2 separate regions of the Mustela erminea genome follow, and region 1 is linked to region 2. A link is a contact called in public Hi-C data. All regions are on one chromosome and are shown on one strand. The core of a region is the stretch at or near the end of the contact, and the rest is flanking DNA. Distances in the headings are between cores, read along the strand shown.

What was found. A called contact is a pair of places that touch in the nucleus more often than the background predicts.
Region 1: a contact with region 2 is called in a Hi-C map of skeletal muscle, with 11 times the contacts expected there. The contact joins the promoter of MPHOSPH8 here to the promoter of ZMYM2 in region 2. A contact is called at or near these places in 2 of 3 Hi-C or Micro-C datasets (skeletal muscle and spleen).

What each region holds. Positions count from the first base shown.
Region 1 is chr15:85,405,255-85,411,285 of mMusErm1.Pri, reverse strand. MPHOSPH8 (M-phase phosphoprotein 8) reads left to right here and starts at 2,862. Exons shown (of 14, transcript XM_032315375.1): 1 at 2,862-3,329. The coding sequence starts at 3,078.
Region 2 is chr15:85,082,380-85,087,798 of mMusErm1.Pri, reverse strand. It overlaps ZMYM2 (zinc finger MYM-type protein 2), which reads left to right and starts at 4,135. Exons shown (of 25, transcript XM_032314311.1): 1 at 4,135-4,304.

The sequences.
Region 1 (6,031 bases), core at 1,613-4,112, 320 kb before region 2:
CATGCACATGCATGTGTTATATATGCATATGTGTGTGTGTGTGTGTGTGTGTGTGTATTACAGTTGCAGAACAATGTGGAATAGAGCTCATTTACCAATTATATAAATGGGTATTTATACTTGTATGAGATAAAAGTCTGTCATGTCATATTCTAAACGTTACCTTTGAGAAATAGGAACTTTATTTCTATCTTATATATTTGAATTAGTGAAAAATTTTTATAGTGAACATATATATACTTAAATACTTTATTTCAAAAATACATAAAAGTAGAGAAAATAGTATAATGAGCATACAGTCCATCATTTAAAATATTTTGCCAAGTTTTTATAAATTTAGAACAGTCTTTTCTTCCCTCTTTTTTGCTATTGACTTAGTAAAGAAACAATGTCCTACATTCTGGATTTGTCCAACTGTTTCCATTTTTTTCTTTCCCCATATTTCTTGTAAACTGGAAATTCTATCTAAGGCCCTGAATAGGTTAACGATCAATATTTCTATCAATAGGAGGCATACAGTTTGGTTGTTCTACTTTTAGTAATGCTAACATTGATCACTGGGTTTTCCAATGTGAAGTTTTGTTTCTCCTACAACCAGGCAACAGTCTGAAGAGATACTTTGGCAGCCAGTTCCTCATCAATCTTTTATCTAATGGTTTTGCTGCCTGAATTATTTTCATGAAATATTGTGATTTTCTATGTTCTCTTCTATGCTTGTTAAGCGAAATTCTTCTGAAAAAAAAAATGAGCTTTCCCCATCAACTAATGTTATTTGATTATAGTATTTTTTAAAACTTACTTTAAAAAGATATCTAATTATTAGAATTGTTGTGTGTCTTCCTTTATAGACTAAGAGTCTGTGGAGGGCAGAGACTGTTAAGAGACAACAGGCCCAAAATGGACTTATCTATGTCAACACCCACATTTGCAAAGCAAGACTTGATATCCAACCTAACTGCAGTTTCAGGCTGTTCTAGGAATATAATCTTAACTAGTAGTCTGGAATTTCCTGTTAGTACTAGTGAGGTGATCCTCTTAATAGACTCCAGCCTTCCCCAAAGAACAGTGCATTTGCCTGAAATAATCCTTTTTTGTTTATGAAATTCCTTGCCCTACCCCCTTTCTGTCATGAAAAACCTGTCCTTTTCTGCATTTCTTTGGAGTTCCTATTTGCTAGATGGGATGCTGCCCCAACTGTTGAATAAAGTCAATAAGATCTTCAAATTTAGTCAACTGAATTTTAATACTATGCTCTATTGCTCTTTGTGTTTTTAATACTTAGTATGGTGATGGTACATAGGATGCATTTAGTAAGCTAAATAAATAATAAATCAATGAGCCCACTCAAGATCTGATGTGCCTCTCCCATGATGTGGGAAACAAAGGTAGAAGAAAAATTATTAAATTTCCTACTACTTACAGTCCATTGACAAGTCTCTGAAACTGAATCTAGGGATTCAACTGCCTTGATGTTGATACTTTGCTAAGGGCAAAAGGCAATCTTAGCCCGACCCTCCAGTATCCTGTAAGTCTACTTTGACATACAAAAACTCCTTTGGAAACTTCATCTCTACTCCTGCAAAATACATCTGAAGGGTCTCATGACTGGGGTTTTACCAGAGAGTAATTAATTACCTTTTCGCAACAATAGCTAGCCCCCTCTGGGTCCTGGAAACCTTGCTTCCAAATTTGTGAGAAATCTATGCTATCCCCAAGCACCTTCCAACTTGAAAGTATATAATGACCCAGCGCAGCTCTCTGCCCACAGGTCCTGTCCCCGTGCTTTAGTAAAACGGACTTTTTGCACCAAAGATGTCTCAGAAATTCTTTCTTGGCTGTATGCTTTGAAACCTGTCTTTCCTCCATCACCCAAATGGATCTGGTGGATCATAGATGGTTCTTTAGTTAACCTCAGAGTTAATTTAAAAGAGCTAATCTTATAAATTAAGTCCACCATTCAAAGAAACAGTGCCGTGGGGCGCCTGGCTTGCTCAGTCAGAAAGGCTTGTGACTCTTGATCTTCAGGGTGAGTTTGAGCCCCATGTTGGGTGTAGAGATTACTTAAACTTTATAAGAAATTTAAAAAGTTGAAAGTTCCCTACAATAAAGATTTTATTTAAGATTCAAAGTGAGAAAAATATTATACCATTAAGTGGATTATCCTAGCAACTTTGGATAACTAGCTTTGTCAATCGTGGACGAAATACTTTTATCACAACCTCTGACATTTTCAATGGGGAAAAAAAAATCCGAAGAACTTAGAAAATAACTGGTTTTGACTTGCTACTTAAAATTTTTTTCCCCTAACCTTAAACAATACGATATACTAATATATAATAGCACTATGAGTTATGTTTGATTGTGTCGTTCACACGCATTAAACGAATCAAAATTACACTTGCACGATCCGCCCGGCATTCCATTCTGGCCCGAGGTGGGAGGTGGGCCGCATTCCTACAAAGGCCCCCGCCTTGGCCGTGAGGCGCAACTGGAAGAAGGAAGAGACCTCGCGCACCATTCCGTCCCCTCAGGAGCTTGAGCTTCCCTTTCAGTCGAACTACCGCGCCTCTGGTGTTCTCCCGCCGCCTCGTCTCAACTCGGGAAGCGCCGAGCCCGCCTCCGCTGCCGATTCACCACTCAGCGCTGAAGCCCAACCTCTCCGAGGAACCCCGTCAACTTCACTCCCTCCTCCCCCGCGCCCAGACAAGCCCCTCCCCTCCCCACCGACAGTTCCCGCCCCAACCCCCTAGGGGCTCAGAAGCGGCCCTATCCCTCCAACCGCCAGCACGAGAAACGATCCTCCGCCACACTCTTACGGCCCCTTCCGCCCCGCCCTTCCGCCGGGGCGCCCCTCGGCCCTCCCACCCGCTTCCCGTAGGCTCCGTGGGGCTCCAGCGCGCCAGCCTCGAAGTGATTGGTTTCAGTGTGTGTCGCTCCAGGGTCGTGAGCCCGCTATTGGAGAGTTTCCTTCGCAGCGTCACGCTGCCAGAGTGGATTAGGGCCAAGTGCGGAGCGCGAGGAACTGTCGGGGTGTGTGTCGCAGCCGCTCTTCCTCGGCGGTTTGCGGGTCTCATATTATGGCGGAGGTGGTGGTGGCGGCGGTGGCGGTGGCGGCGGCGGCGGCTGCCGAGGGAGAGAGCGTGAATGCAGTTCCTGTTGCAGGTGCCGACAGCAATGGTGAACCTCCTGAAGTCGAAGGAGAAGGTGTTGGAGCAGTGGGCGAAGAGAAGGATGCCGCCACGAAAGGAGCCGAGGCAGTTGGAGACAGCGAGGAGGACGGAGAAGATGTGTTTGAGGTGGAAAAGATTCTGGACATGAAGACCGAGGGGGTACGTGTGCGCCGGGGGGAGGCGAGGCTGGGCCTGCTGGGCCTGGCGTGGTGAAGCAGGGAGCTAGCTGTTGGACGTCTGTGGAGGGTTGCCGCGCGAGGACGCAAAGCCCTCCCAGAATTCACAAGCTGGGAAAGACCAGCTTGTGCAGACACGACGTAGGCGGGGGAAAGGAACGTGACAGCCGGAGGCGACGCAAGCGTGCGAATCATGGGAGCAGTGCATTGACATTCCTCAACGGACTCTTGGGCTGTGGCTGTGAGGGTCCGTTTCAAGAAGTTTGAAAGGGTTATGTGGCCAGGAGAGGAAGCAGTGTAGGTTGCGGTATGTGAGTGTCAGGGGTGCAGACAGTTGGTGAAGGGTTTGTCATGGTCTTCGAGTACCTGATTGGGGCCACTGCTCCGTGTTAGAAAGTGACTCTGACATCGTGCTTCTCTTCATAGTCCAGTGTCCACGCCATCGTTTCAGTGTTTTTCAAAGCCATGATCAATTTTCTGGTTTAAAATCTTTTGGAATTCCTCTTCGTCCTCAGAACCTCGCCCAAGAGGGTGGCATTTAAAGGTCTTAAAAACCTGACCATTATCTTTCCTTCTTGTTTACTGTGTGATTGAAACCACACAGTAATACTTGAAATTCTTCCTTACACTATGCCTTGGCGCTTACTCCTCTCTTCTATTTCGCAGTCTTTTAGGTCTTATTCTCTGAGCGTCAGTTTCTCAGTGAAATCTTTTTTTGGCCCTGATCCCTGCAGAGTGAGATGCTTTTTCAACTAGACCCTAGTAACACTTTGTTCAGACCCCTGTTTCAGCACTTAAAGCGTTTTTCTTTAAATATTTGTCTCGCCTGCTAGGTTGTAGGCTCCTTTAATAAAGGAATATTTTTATTAATTTTTGTATCACTGGTATTCAATCCAGTGCCTGGTATGTAGTAAGTGGTTTGTGTATATCAGATTATTAAATGAGTGAATGAATCATGGACTGCAAGCTGGGGTAAAGGAGAATGGGTGGAAGGATGGACAGTAGGGAAGCACTTTGTTTCAGTAGGTAAGTGTGAGATAACCAAAGGTCTAACGTGGTAGTTGGATCTCTGTATTCTTTTTTTGTTTTTTGTTTTGTTTTGTTTTTTGGTAAAGATTTTATTTATTTATTTGACAGAGAGAGAGAGAGATCACAAATAGGCAGAGAGGCAGGCAGAGAGGGGGAAGTAGGCTCCCTGCCCGGCAGAGAGCCTGATGCAGGACTTGATCCTAGGACCCTGAGATCATGACCTGAGCCAAAGGCAGACGCTTAACCCACTGAGCCACCCAGGCGCCCCTCTGTATTCTTTTTATTGTCTGTTGTTTTCTGTTTGTCATGTGCTACTTTGCATTAATGTTTTTGTCTATTTAGCAGACTTTTTTTTTTTTTTAAATCACATGCTGTGTGCTATGTGTGGTGTTAGGTCCTGAGCATATAGAGATGAATTGTAGCATACACAGTTGCTGACACTGAAGAGTCTGTCTATTGGGAATAAATAATTGAAATCTAGTGCCATTAATATTATCATTAGTTACAATTCAGCAAAGATAGAAATTTATTTGGTGTAATTTTCCCAAATATATTACAAAAGCATGTTGGGATGAGAGTAGAGCCAATCTTGGACTGTTTTGTATTCTCTGCAATTAACTCAGTGCTTGGCACATAGAAAATATTTGGAAAAATATTTGGTTAGAGGAGTAATATGTTTAGAATTAAGATGATTCACCTCTTGGTGTACTTTTTTCTTTTTTAAATTTATTTTAATTCCAATGTAGTTAAATTCATACAATATTTAATATTCCTTGTCCCCAAAATTGTAGGCGCTGTACCCAAAGTCTCATATATTTTAGTCAAAAGCGGATGAAACTATGAAGCTTAAGTGTTTAAAGCAATAAAGGAGGGTTATTTATATCACTTTAGTGATGTGAAGTTGGGTGAAAATTCTAGTTCTCAGGGCCTTGTATTTTTAGGTGCTCTTGAGAATGAGTGGTTCATAAGATGAAAAGTATTAGCTCAGCAGAACAGAACTATATCGGTTCTGTGAACTATATCTACATCAGCTAAGTGAGCCAGCCAGTGGAAAAACTTAAGGGTCTTAAAGAGTTTGTTTGGCCTCCTTTTTGTCTTAAGGTCTTTGGTATTTCTGTTGTTGATAAGCCACCAGACTGTGGTATTCTCTTATTGACTAAGACAATCATAATGATGAGTGTTGGCTTGGAGGAATAGCATTAATTCTAAATTTATATATTAGCCATGCTCTTTCTTTCAGTTTATTGCTAAATATATTTTTTTGTATGTTTTCAGAACAATCAAATGAATCTGACAGATCTTGAAATTTTGGCTTCGATTTTGAATTGGAATCATTTTTACATCATAAAAAGCTAGTACTTTTACTATTTATGGGAATCTGATTTGACTTTTTTTTTACGGTACAAATAAATATTTTAATTATAAAACTTCATCAATTATCACAAAGCCAACACCTGTGTAACCTCCATCCAAGTCAGAAAACATTAGACTGCCAGCCCTGGAAACCTCTTTTGTTTTTGTTTTTTATTTGTTTGTTTGTTTGTTTGTTTTTAAGATTTTATTTATTTATTTGACAGAGATCACAAGTAGGCAGAGAGGCAGGGGGTCAGGAAGCAGGCTCCCTGCTGAGCAGAGAGCCCAATGTGGGGCTCCATC
Region 2 (5,419 bases), core at 2,886-5,385:
TGTGAGTCTCTCTCCATCACTTTGTAGCTACGTGACCTTGAATAATTTCCTCAACCTTTTTAAAAATTATTATTTTATTTATTTATTTATTTATTTATTTTAAAAATTTTTTTATTTTTTTAAAGATTTTATTTATTTATTTGATAAGCAGAGATCTCAAGTAGACAGAGAGAGAGGAGGAAGCAGGCTCCCTGCTGAGCAGAGAGCCCGATGCGGGGCTCGATCCCAGGACCCTGAGATCATGACCCGAGCCGAAGGCAGAGGCTTTAACCCACTGAGCCACCCAGGCGCCCCTATTTTATTTATTTTTTTAAAGTAAGCTCTACACCCAACATGGGGCTTGAACTCACAACCCCAAAATCAAGAGTCACACACTCTACGTATGGACAGAGCCAGCCAGGTACCCTGCCTCCCTAACCTTCTTTCACTTCAGTTTTCTCATCTGTAAAAGTGGGACAGTAATATTAACTACTTTGTAGAGTTTTTAAGAGATAATATATTATTATTCACAATGAACACAGACAATTCCTGGCACTAGAAATACTACACAAGCAATTTGTTAAGTAAAATTGTATAAATTGACTTATTTTATCAGGACTTTACCTTTTTTTCACAGTGGCAGAACAACATTATTAAGATTTTTGATTGCTATATCAAATATCATTCGGTATAAGCAAATTATTAAAAGTCAAACATGCTAAAACTAACAATTTTTATTTAATATTATTTTAATTACATTAGAAGCACTCTACCCAGGCACACATTTTATATAGCAATTAGCCATGTTGAGCATCTCTCAGTTTTTGATCCTTTTCCCATAGAAAATTTTCTTCAGTGCTTCAATGATTAAACTATTGTTTTCTTTTCCCCTTTTCAATGATGAAAGTTAAAATGTTAGTGTACATTAGCTCTCCAATTCCCAACCCCAAAACAGTTCTTCTTTCTGGACTTCTAATATCCTACTATCCATAGTGGGAACATGAGATGTACTCTGAGATTATACTAAACTCCTTTCCAAGAAAAATAAAAGACTTTGATTTGAAGTACATTTCTTCCAATCTTTGCAATGATGATAATGATTATTATGATAATTTTTTTTGGATTATACACTAGCATAGTACTGATGATAGAGATATCATTATGGTTCTCTTCCTCACAAAATATTATAAAGAATTAAAAAAAATTCCACTAAGTCAGTTATCAATAACAAAAAACAGCTAACGTTTTTGAGGTCCTTATAAGTGTGAGGTGCAAGTTTTGGATGTGTATGTCTATTGAATCCCCCCCTGAAACTCTGTGAAAGTGAAATTATTACCTACACATCACTATACCATCACTATAGCCAGTTTTAGACATTTTTATTTCTCCATTCTCTTCCCACCTCCCAAGGCCGAGGCAACCAATAATCTACTTTCTGTCTCTCTACATTTGCTTAGCCTGGAAAATTCACATAATCAGTCATCAAAAAATGGTCTTTTGTGATTATTTCTCTTGGAATAATGCCTACATGTTATGGTATGGACCAGAACTTCATTCCTTGTTATGGATGAATAATAAAAAATATTTCATAATATAGGTATACTACTTTTGGTTTATACATTCATCAATTAATGGACATTTGGGTTGTTTACACTTTGATGGAAATTATGAATAATACTGGTATAAACATCCAAATACTTATTTTTTAAAGTACTTTTGTATAGAATAAAGTGTAATTTTTATTTAAATTATGACAAAAATATGGCTTGTTTTTTACCCATTCTTACCTCTCAACTAGATTTCTTCCTGTATTAGGCAGGGAACCCAGTGAACATTTTCCAGGACAAAGACTTAAAAGAAGGGATACAAAATGTGAATAATATATTCTACTGCAATTATTCTTCTTGTTAATTGATTATAAAATGGCAATAATGCCAGGGAATCGATAGCAGCATAAAACTTCCTCAAACTGAACAACATTTGGAAATCTGATTTAGCATTTAAGTCTATGACAGAGCTTATTGGGAAGTATCTCTATTCAAGCCTTCCAACTATAAATTCAATGTGCAGTACCTACTGCTGTGGTATATGATGAAAAAAGGGATGCTCCAAGTTTTCACAGAATTATTACAATGTTGCCCTGCATTTGGTAATAGAGGAGATTTCTGTTGTGAAGATAGGGACATCAAAAATGTCAATGTAAGGGGCATCTGGATGGCTCATTCAGTTAAGTGACTACCTTTGGCTTAGGTCATGATCTCAGAGTCCTGGGATCCAACCCTGAGTCAGCCTCCCCGCTCAGCGGGGAGTCTGCTTCTCCCTCTCCCTCTGGGCTCCCCCTGATTGTGCTTTCTCTCTCAGATGAATAAATAAAATCCTAAAAAAAAAAAGCCAGTGTAAAACAGTACTGTGTAATACAAAGTCTTACAAGGATATTGGATTAGAATACTGAGAAAATTTTGTTGTGAAATAAAATATCTACTGAAAAATAAAATACCATTCTGAGAAAACTCATTGAAATGCATGTTGGATATTCTTCAACTTAAACAAAGAGTAGTATATTTATTGCATTTAGCTCTAGGTGTTAGGATTATTTGATTTTTTAAGTCATAGTGAATGAATGAATCTCAATTTCTACTGGATTACATTGTGTAAGCGTAATCTAAAACCGTTCAACATCAGTTTTTACTGAGTTGATTCATTAAAAACCTTATGTTCATCATCTTAGTGTAAAACTTTAAGTTGTAACCTCAAACGTCTATTTATTAATAGGCAGTGGTGTTAGATAACCACGAAATTGCCAAGTCTCATGTATCCATCCATTTCTTTCCCCAACACCATCAAGTGTAATGCCACTAACAACCGCTAGGGTGAGACGAGAGAGGCCTCACTTTCATCTTTACATGGAATCTTGGAAAGTGCACCGCACCATGACGTGCGCCAAAGACGTAGGTGTAGACGATGAACAAAAGAGAAGCCCCACCGTCGATGTGGCTTTCCCCGGCACGCCCGCCCCGCGGCGCGCCGCAACACTCCGCACCTTCGCTCGCTGCCCGCAATCGGGCGGGCCCTGGTTGGGCGAAGCGATTGAGCTGTGGAGTGGAGTCTCCATCAACCGTTGAGGACCAGGAGGTGGTGGAAGGCAGTGGAGAGGCTGGATAGAGGCTGGGGGAGGGCAACCGAAAGAGTCTGCGGAGGAGGACGACGGCAGCGCCGAAGGACACACTGAGGGGAGGCTCCAGCCCCTCCAACAGGCGGGAGCCCAGCTCCAGGGGAGCCAGCAGCTTCCTCCATCTTGGTTGATGGAGGCGGGGAGCGGCGTCTGAGTCTCTCCACCGTGGCACCCGTCCCCCAAGGGCCCCTCAGGCGCAGACGCTGGAATCAAGGGCTATCCCCTCGGCCGAATGGCGGAACCCAGTTGGGGCTTCGCGGGGCCAAGTTTCCCAGCCCCACGGGTTTGGTTTTGAATTGGTCCCAAGTTCCCACAGCAGTCCCGACAAAATGGAGGACGTCGTCTCCTCCTGCAGCCATGACGGGAGGTGGGGGGACAATTCCCCACGGGGGTGAGGCGAGGGTGGAAGTGTTCCCACTCCCCTCAGCACATTCGGAAACTCACTTCAAGCGCTGCCCCGACCTCCCACTTTGCCTCGCCCCAGCCCCTTGCCGGGCTCGCCCCTCACGGGGAGCTTCAGGCATTGGACAGGGAGGGCGTTGGGGACATCGAGGCCGCGTCGCTCCTCGGACAGGGTCGTTGGGAGCGGCTCCAGGGGCCTGGGCGTCCAGGCCCGAGCTAGGGCAGGCGACGACGGCCTCCATCCCTCGGGCTGTGCGGGGCCCTGGAGAGCACCCTGGGCCCCCGGGTACCGAGCCAGGGGCCGGTGCAGCGGGCAGCGAAACTCGGGCGGCCTGACCCTGACGGACCTGGGGGTGGGGGCGGTCTGGTAGGCGGGGGTAAGAAGGGGAGGGGACGCGGCCGAGGGCCGAGCGCCGGCCGAGGGGGGAGTGGAATGGCAACGCCGGAGGGTGTGGTCTGTTCCTGATGGACTGCCCTCCGGACCACCCCCTCGGGGGGGGGGCTGAAGGAAGGCAGATGTAGCCAATGGACGTCCCGGAGGCGCCCCGGACCGCCCTTCCAGCCAGCCAATGAGGGTGCGGAGGGCGGGGCCTTCCCGGGCACGGCCGCGCCGCCGCCTCCTCCGCCTCCTCCTCCTCCTCCTCACCAGCTCTAAACCCGGGACTGGACCGAGCGGAGTTGTGCGTGTTGCTGAAGGGGGGGTGGGCCGGGGGAGGGGAGGTTCGTTCCGCGGAGCCGCAGCCAGAACCGGGTGAGGCTTATCCCCGCTGTCTTTCCAGTCCAGGTCCGCTGATAGTGGGGGTGGCTGGGAGCCGCGCAGCCTCGGGAGGAGGAGGCGGAGGCGGAGGCGACTGGGGAGGCGGAGATGGGTGAGGGCAACCTCCGGAGCCTCCCACCGACCCGGGATTAATACCCCGCGGCGCGGCCGCCGTCGCCGCAACCGCGTCGGGGCCTCGGGGGCTGCTCCGGGCTCCGCTCATGTCACAGGCGTCTTCGCATGCGGCCCGAAGGGCTGCGAGAGTGAGGGCGAGGCCGGGAGGGCTGGGTGAGGCGGACGCCAGAGGCGGGGGTCTCTCGGGGGGCGGGGGCTGCCCGGGTCGGGGCTGTGGGAGGTCGCGGGGTATTTTTCCTTTCTTTCTTGAGGCGGGGGGGTGGTGGTGGAAGGGTGGGGGGAGGGGCGCTTCAGTTCGTTCTCCCGCTCTCGGGGCTGCGCTCCGACCGTCTCCGCGGTAGCCTGAGGTCCCCAAGTTTTTCGGGGCGCGGGTGCTGCCTCTTTCCCCACCCGGTCCCCTCCGTCGCTCTTCTCTTTCCTGGGTTGCGTTGCGCGGCTCTTGCTCCTCACGTATTGTTTGGCTGGGTCTCTAATGGCGGACGGGGAGGCAGCGCTGCCGGTCGCCGACTGCAAGCGAGGGGGGGGGGGGGCGGGCGGGCAAGTCTCGGGCCCAGGGCAACTGCTTGGGGCAAATATGGGAGATAGCACCCCGACGGTGACGTGAGCCGCCCCTTACCTCCGAATTGGTGTGGAGAGTGACGGGGATGACGCTGGGGTGGGCAAATTTAGGAGGGAATACAATTCCTTTGCTGGCGTCGAGGCAACGTTTGCCCTTCCCCCCCTCCCCCGCCCGCCCCTTCCCAGTTAGTAGGCTTGGTGCCCTCCAGCCTCCTCCCTCCAGATTTTGCTTTTCACGTGGGTTTTGTTCCCAGATATATATTTTGCGTGGTTTTCCTCTACTTTACGTAGGAGAGGATTGCTGGTTGCGGGTTGGGGAGTAATAATAGAAGGGCCAAACCTCCTTGACCTCTTACTCCCTTATCGTCTTCAGGAGGAATCCTGGTGGAAAGGGCTCGGTTTTCCCACATGGTTGG